2 separate regions of the Lactuca sativa genome follow, and region 2 is linked to region 1. Evidence: chromatin contacts called from public Hi-C data. All regions are on one chromosome and are shown on one strand. Each heading gives the region's core, a stretch centred on a gene start, on an enhancer-like site or on the middle of the called end of the contact. The rest is flanking DNA. Distances are from core to core; before and after follow the strand shown. Region 1 holds the start of LOC111890771. Region 2 holds the start of LOC111890742.

What was found. A called contact is a pair of places that touch in the nucleus more often than the background predicts.
Region 2: a contact with region 1 is called in a Hi-C map of bud, with 2.9 times the contacts expected there. The contact joins the promoter of LOC111890742 here to the promoter of LOC111890771 in region 1. A contact is called at or near these places in 2 of 4 Hi-C or Micro-C datasets (bud and leaf).

What each region holds. Positions count from the first base shown.
Region 1 is chr5:310,605,377-310,608,259 of Lsat_Salinas_v11, reverse strand. LOC111890771 reads right to left here and starts at 1,485. Exons shown (of 3, transcript XM_023886857.3): 1 at 973-1,485; 2 at 783-893; 3 at 1-697. The coding sequence starts at 1,458. The coding sequence ends at 539.
Region 2 is chr5:310,734,137-310,737,019 of Lsat_Salinas_v11, reverse strand. It overlaps LOC111890742, which reads right to left and starts at 1,438. Exons shown (of 1, transcript XM_023886827.3): 1 at 83-1,438. The coding sequence starts at 1,010. The coding sequence ends at 129.

The DNA.
Region 1 (2,883 bases), core at 236-2,735:
TTTTTTTTGTCTTTCCATTTTTTTTTTCTAAAAAGCCAAAATTCAAGCCAACTTTTTTCCCCCTTTTTTTTCGTTATTGGTTGGATTTTGATTTTTTAAGCACGCCTTGCAAATAAGGGTGTATTATGTAGCTGTTGAATGTTTATCTAAATCTATTTTAATGATTTTGACTTTGGATTTTCTCTTTCAGCATATCTAATCGATATAATGCACCAAATAATGTCTTAGTGATGATGGATAATAGAAGTTTTATATGATATTATTGTTTTTATAACATTTGTTTGCATGATTACCTAATTGTGATGTTGCTTGTAAACAAAATAATTTAGATTGAATTGATAAATCTTTATGATTTTCACCTGTAAGTCCAAGTATTTCTTGAAAGCTAAAATACATCAATTAACTGCTCAAATGTAAAACAAAAATGAGTTGATCCAAAATGAATTCAATAGTTAGAAAAAACTGCATGTTCATAGAGATGGATGCACAAATGTGTGGCTTACATTGAAGAACATGCATCCATGACCTAATTTCTATGTCAAATTGTCAATCTGTAAAAACACCCAATGCGATTACGCAAAAATTCAAAGCAATTACCACACGAACAACTCAATTTGATGTTTAAATTCCCATCATCAAGTCGTCTGATTCTCACAAACTCCCCTCTCACTTCCTCTTCCTCTTGCTCCACGATTGCCTAAACACATTTACACATCAAATCTTTATAAATTAATTGATTGATTAATAAACAAAAAACACGATTAAAAATGGAGTTTAATTACTTCAGAAGGATTGCCATCTTCAACGTCTTCTTCTGATACTCCAATTTTACCTCTAACTTCCCAACACCTGTTTGCGATATCGGTCACCATTTCTTCCGTTTTCTTCAGTCTCTGTTTAAAGAAAGATTAGTCGTCTTCTGTGAAAGAAAATAAAGAAAGATTGTTGTTCAAGAACACAACGACGACGAACCTTGAATTGGGGACTCTCACTTCGATTTGAAGACGCTGGCGCCGGTGTGATGGGTTTCCGAACAGTTGAAATGGTGTCAGACAATGTCCGGCGAAGTGGGTTTCTTCTTGGTGGCTCACGGGCCTTCTGAGGCGTTGAGGTGGTGGTGGTGGTGGTTGTTGTATGTTCTTGATCGGGAGATGTAACGATGTCTGATACAGTTGGGCTGATTGCGTTGTGGGTATCGACGGCAGGAGTGGCCGCTACTGCATCACGGAAAGAAGTTGCCGGAATGGTGAAAATTGCACGGCCATTAGCGGCGGCGAGGTGTGGGTCTAGAGTGGTTGTGTCAGTGGGTGGGATGCTTAGTTTGGTGAAGCCAGGGAGATGATGAGGGGTGTTTCCGGTAAGGTTTGTGGTGGATGAAGATGGTTGGCGGCGGAGTTCATCGGTGAAACCGGTCTTGGTGGGTGGCAAAAAGCCACTAGTTTCTTGATCGCTGTTCATTTCTATCAACTTAACCAAATACTATTATCTCTCAATTCAATTATGGGATAATTGAACCCTATTTATATGGTTATTAAATGATGTTTTACTTTTTTTTTTCTTAATTTATGCAGCAAAATTATTTTCCAAATGAAGGATTCAACCAAGTTTCAATTTCACATGTTTAAAAATTACCTACGTAATTTACACTATAAAATTTGATATGTCATGTTTTTATTGCATCTCACATATATTGGCTCTTAAGATTTTTTAATTTTTTTTTTCACTTTTTCATTTTATGATTTTTATTTTATTTTATTAAATTTCATATAATATTCAAATTTAATAAATGTAATTTCTAGATTTCTAAATTGAATCTTATTATTTTATTTGTTTATTTATTTATTTGTTTGTTTATATTTAAAAGAGAAATGAACAATTCAATTTCAATAATTCAATGTTTTTTTTATTACAAATTCAAACTCCTAAATGTTAGTATATCTTTATAACTTTTTTTTATAATAAATCAGTATAATACACATGTTTTACAACTAGTAAACTAATGAAAAAAATAAACACACAATAAATATGGTATTTAATTATTATTAGACCCTTAAACCTCATTTATGAATTCTTATGTTATTCATGGACTATCATAATTGAACATTACAAAAAAAAAATGTCTTTTTATTTAACTTGTAATTACTATAAATAAAATGCAAAAATTATAATTGTTCCGAGTCATAAACCTAAAGCATAAATATTTGAGAATTTCTTCATAGATATGGTTATTCAACAAGGTTTCAATGTGCTTGATTTCTTTTGGTAATGATGGTGTGCGGACTATTTAACGAAAACATCTTTATCAAGATAAGATATCAATACTAAACAGATTGTATTGTGTTTAACACATATTGAATTGCAAGGGGGCACGACCCCCTTGCACGGTCCTATGAGCACGTAACATCCCAAAAACTCAGATTTTTTTTTTCAAAACCAATCCAAAGACCATAATTGTTTACAAAAAGTTGTTCCAAAAATGATAATCATAATCAGAGTATCCCAAAATCCAGTAAAACCAGAAGGATGTGCATGATTACGCTTTTGCCAAATCGCATTAAACCCCTTAGCAATCCAAGGTAGCTTGGTGATGAAATCCATGGTCAATTACTCTCATTTCAACATGGGGACCTCCAAAGGTTGAAGCTTACCATGTGGCCTCTGGTGCTCGGCCTTGACCATCTGACAGGTCAAGCACCTCTCAACATAACAAGATATCACCCTCTCCATGTACGACCACTAATAACTGAGTCGTAAATCCCGATACATCTTGGTGGCTACAAGGTGTATTGAAAATCTAGACTTGTGTGCCTCCTCCAACACAGTCTGCCCGATCCTACCAAAATCTGCTACCCAAACCCGACCACACTGGGTCAACAATCCATG
Region 2 (2,883 bases), core at 189-2,688, 130 kb before region 1:
CTTTTAAATAACATCATAAACAAGATTGAGAATGCCACAATTAAGTCTTCACTCTTCAAGTAACAAAAAAAAAAAAAAAACGTTAGCAACTGCCCAAAAACAAATCAGTTTGGGCATCATATATCTGTTCATTCATTCTTCCAAGCATACAATGTCAAACAAAAACCAGGACAAGGCAACCTGGAGGGAACTATAAACGGATCAGAAAATGTTGCGCTTTTCTCAACACCAGAACAAGTCTGAAACATGAACACTGCACTTCCGGTTGTCGATCCAAACAACCAGTTATGCACATCCCAGTATACTTCCACAGGAAGTCCGTCAACGGCGATGGTGTAATTCCCTCGGAACTTCCATAGCAGACGCTTCACCTGCATCACTATCTTCTCGTCCAAACGGACCACCAGTCGAGGATCAAGGCCGCAGGTATCACACTCGATCCGGAGGTCATGGATCTTACCATTATCTTTGAATTGAGCTTTCGTAGCAAACACTTTCTTCCCAAAAATGTGTTCTCTTTTCAAAACACGGAACGAATTCGACAACCCATTTGTTTTCTTGAAGGTTTCTTTTCTCAGATCCCCAATTAACAAAACGATTTCACCTTTAAAAGCAAGAACCAAGTAGAAACCTTCAACGGGTTCCGGGCTGGATCCGAATTTGGCATTTGTAAGGTCCCAACAGACATCAATGGCGACGAAATCGACTTGAAGACGTCTGGAACCTTTTCTTTTTGAGAAAATCGAAGGCTTCACATCGAGTCTGGAGAGACATTTATTCGACAGATCTTCGATTTCAACACTAAAGCAATGACCCACAAGATTCTTGCTCCAAGTGATGATTATTAAACGAGATTTACCAAGCAATTTACACTGGTAAACACATGTGACTAAGTTTTGAGAAGCTTTCGCTTTACTTACAGTCGCTATTGCTGCTGTGGTTGAACTTGTACATGACGCATCTGCAACTTGAACTCCATTCTCAGCAAAACAAGAGGGGAAATCCTTCATTCTCACAGGAATTCAAAATAAAAAAATAAAAAAACAATAATCCGTATCTACCATTCAGGTTGGATCTGGGAGAAGGAGGAAAAAAAGGAATGTAATGTAAATATGTAGAGGTGAAGAGGATTAGCAAATGAGTTAAATGGAGAGGAAATCTAAGAAGGGCATTTAAATAATGAGTAGAATTGGAGAAGATTGCTTGAGATTTGGAGTTAAATGAGAGAAGGGAATTGAAAAAGGAATAAAATAATGAAAGAACGACAGAGTGGTGGAATTGGCAGGAGTCTTTTGGCAAAAGAAGAAAGGGGAAAAGGAATTGAGAAATTGAGAAATTGAGAATGGAAGGGAGTGGGGGGAGTGGCAGAGGGGAGGGGTTTCGTGTATGTCACGTCCTACTCTCTCTGTCTTGGTCGTGCCAACCCACAAATTCGCTGGCCGGCCCCAAACCCTCTTTAATATTTATTTTGAGTTTGATTACAATATCTATCGGTATATCTTTACTCATCTTTGTTTTTCAATCTTAGAATATAGAGGAGAAAAAAGTATTTTTGGTATATTTTTCCTCTATTTTTTTCCATATTCAATCATACATCGGAATAACTTTAATTTCCAGATTAGTTTATATATACATATGATAATTTAAATTAATTGTTTTTATTTCTTTTAAAGGTAAAATGAATAAATTAAGCCATTTTTTCATTATTTTCCGAAGAACAACAAAATTTTGACATGATTCCACAAATAATCGTAAATTTTTGCAGTAAGTTCAATGCAAAATGTTAGTAGGCACTATGAAGTGTGAAATGATAGATTTTGCCTATAAATAATATGGTTTTTGACTAAAGTGGTATAAAAAACCGTTTCATGATCCACAACCGGTTTTCAAATCGAAACCGATCCGATATAGATACCGGTGTGGGTCTTGTTGAAACCGATCCAACGGTTGATATTGGTTTGAGTATTTTATAATTGAAACCGAATTGAAAAATCGGTTTAGAAACCTGTTTTCAAACCTACACAAAACGATTTTCATATAGAATAAAAATATAGTTTTCGATCAATTTATTGTTTATACAATGTTTTGGAGGTTTCTCGGGATCAGTTTACACCCCTTGTACTATCCTGAATGTCTGCGAAATATTTTTCTAACAATTAAAAATGGAAAAAATATCGTTTTGAACCCCTAAACGGTCATGAATGCAGTCAACCATTAAAGTTTAGTTAAACTCTGACACAAAAAGCATGTTTGGAAAATAAGAAGAAAATAGGTATTTTTCAAAATCAAATTCAAAATGATCCTAATTGTTCCTATAGGTTTATATATTTTTGATCGGAAATCGGTTTCTGGCTTCATTGAATCAAACCTAACCGGTTTTAACGATTTTAAAACCGATATGATTCCCAAAAACCCAGTATACCTACATTTTATAGTGGCCCACCTATGAAATGGGTCAACAGTGTGAAAATGTATATATTGTGAAATGGCCACTGAGATAAATGTTATTGTGAAATTGACATTGTGAAATAGTCCATTAAGAAATGTCATTGCGGAATGGCTACTTGCGAAATTGCGATTATTAAATAAGAAACAGTCATTGAGAAAGATCGCTAAGAAATAGCTACCGTCAAAATGGCACTGCGAAATAGCTACTGGTAAATAGGCACAGTGAAAATAATATGTTACTAAGAAATTTTCATTACATAGTGGTGTGACTCACAATCAAGGGGTGTGTCTAGCGGTTACACTCTGATGTCCAAGTTATGAGTGTATTACTTGAGAGAGAGAGAGAGAGAGAGAGAGAGAGAGAGAGAGAGAGAATTTAGGAGTAAAATGTTACTTAGTGATACCTTATATGGAAGAGGTATTTATAGGGTGGAT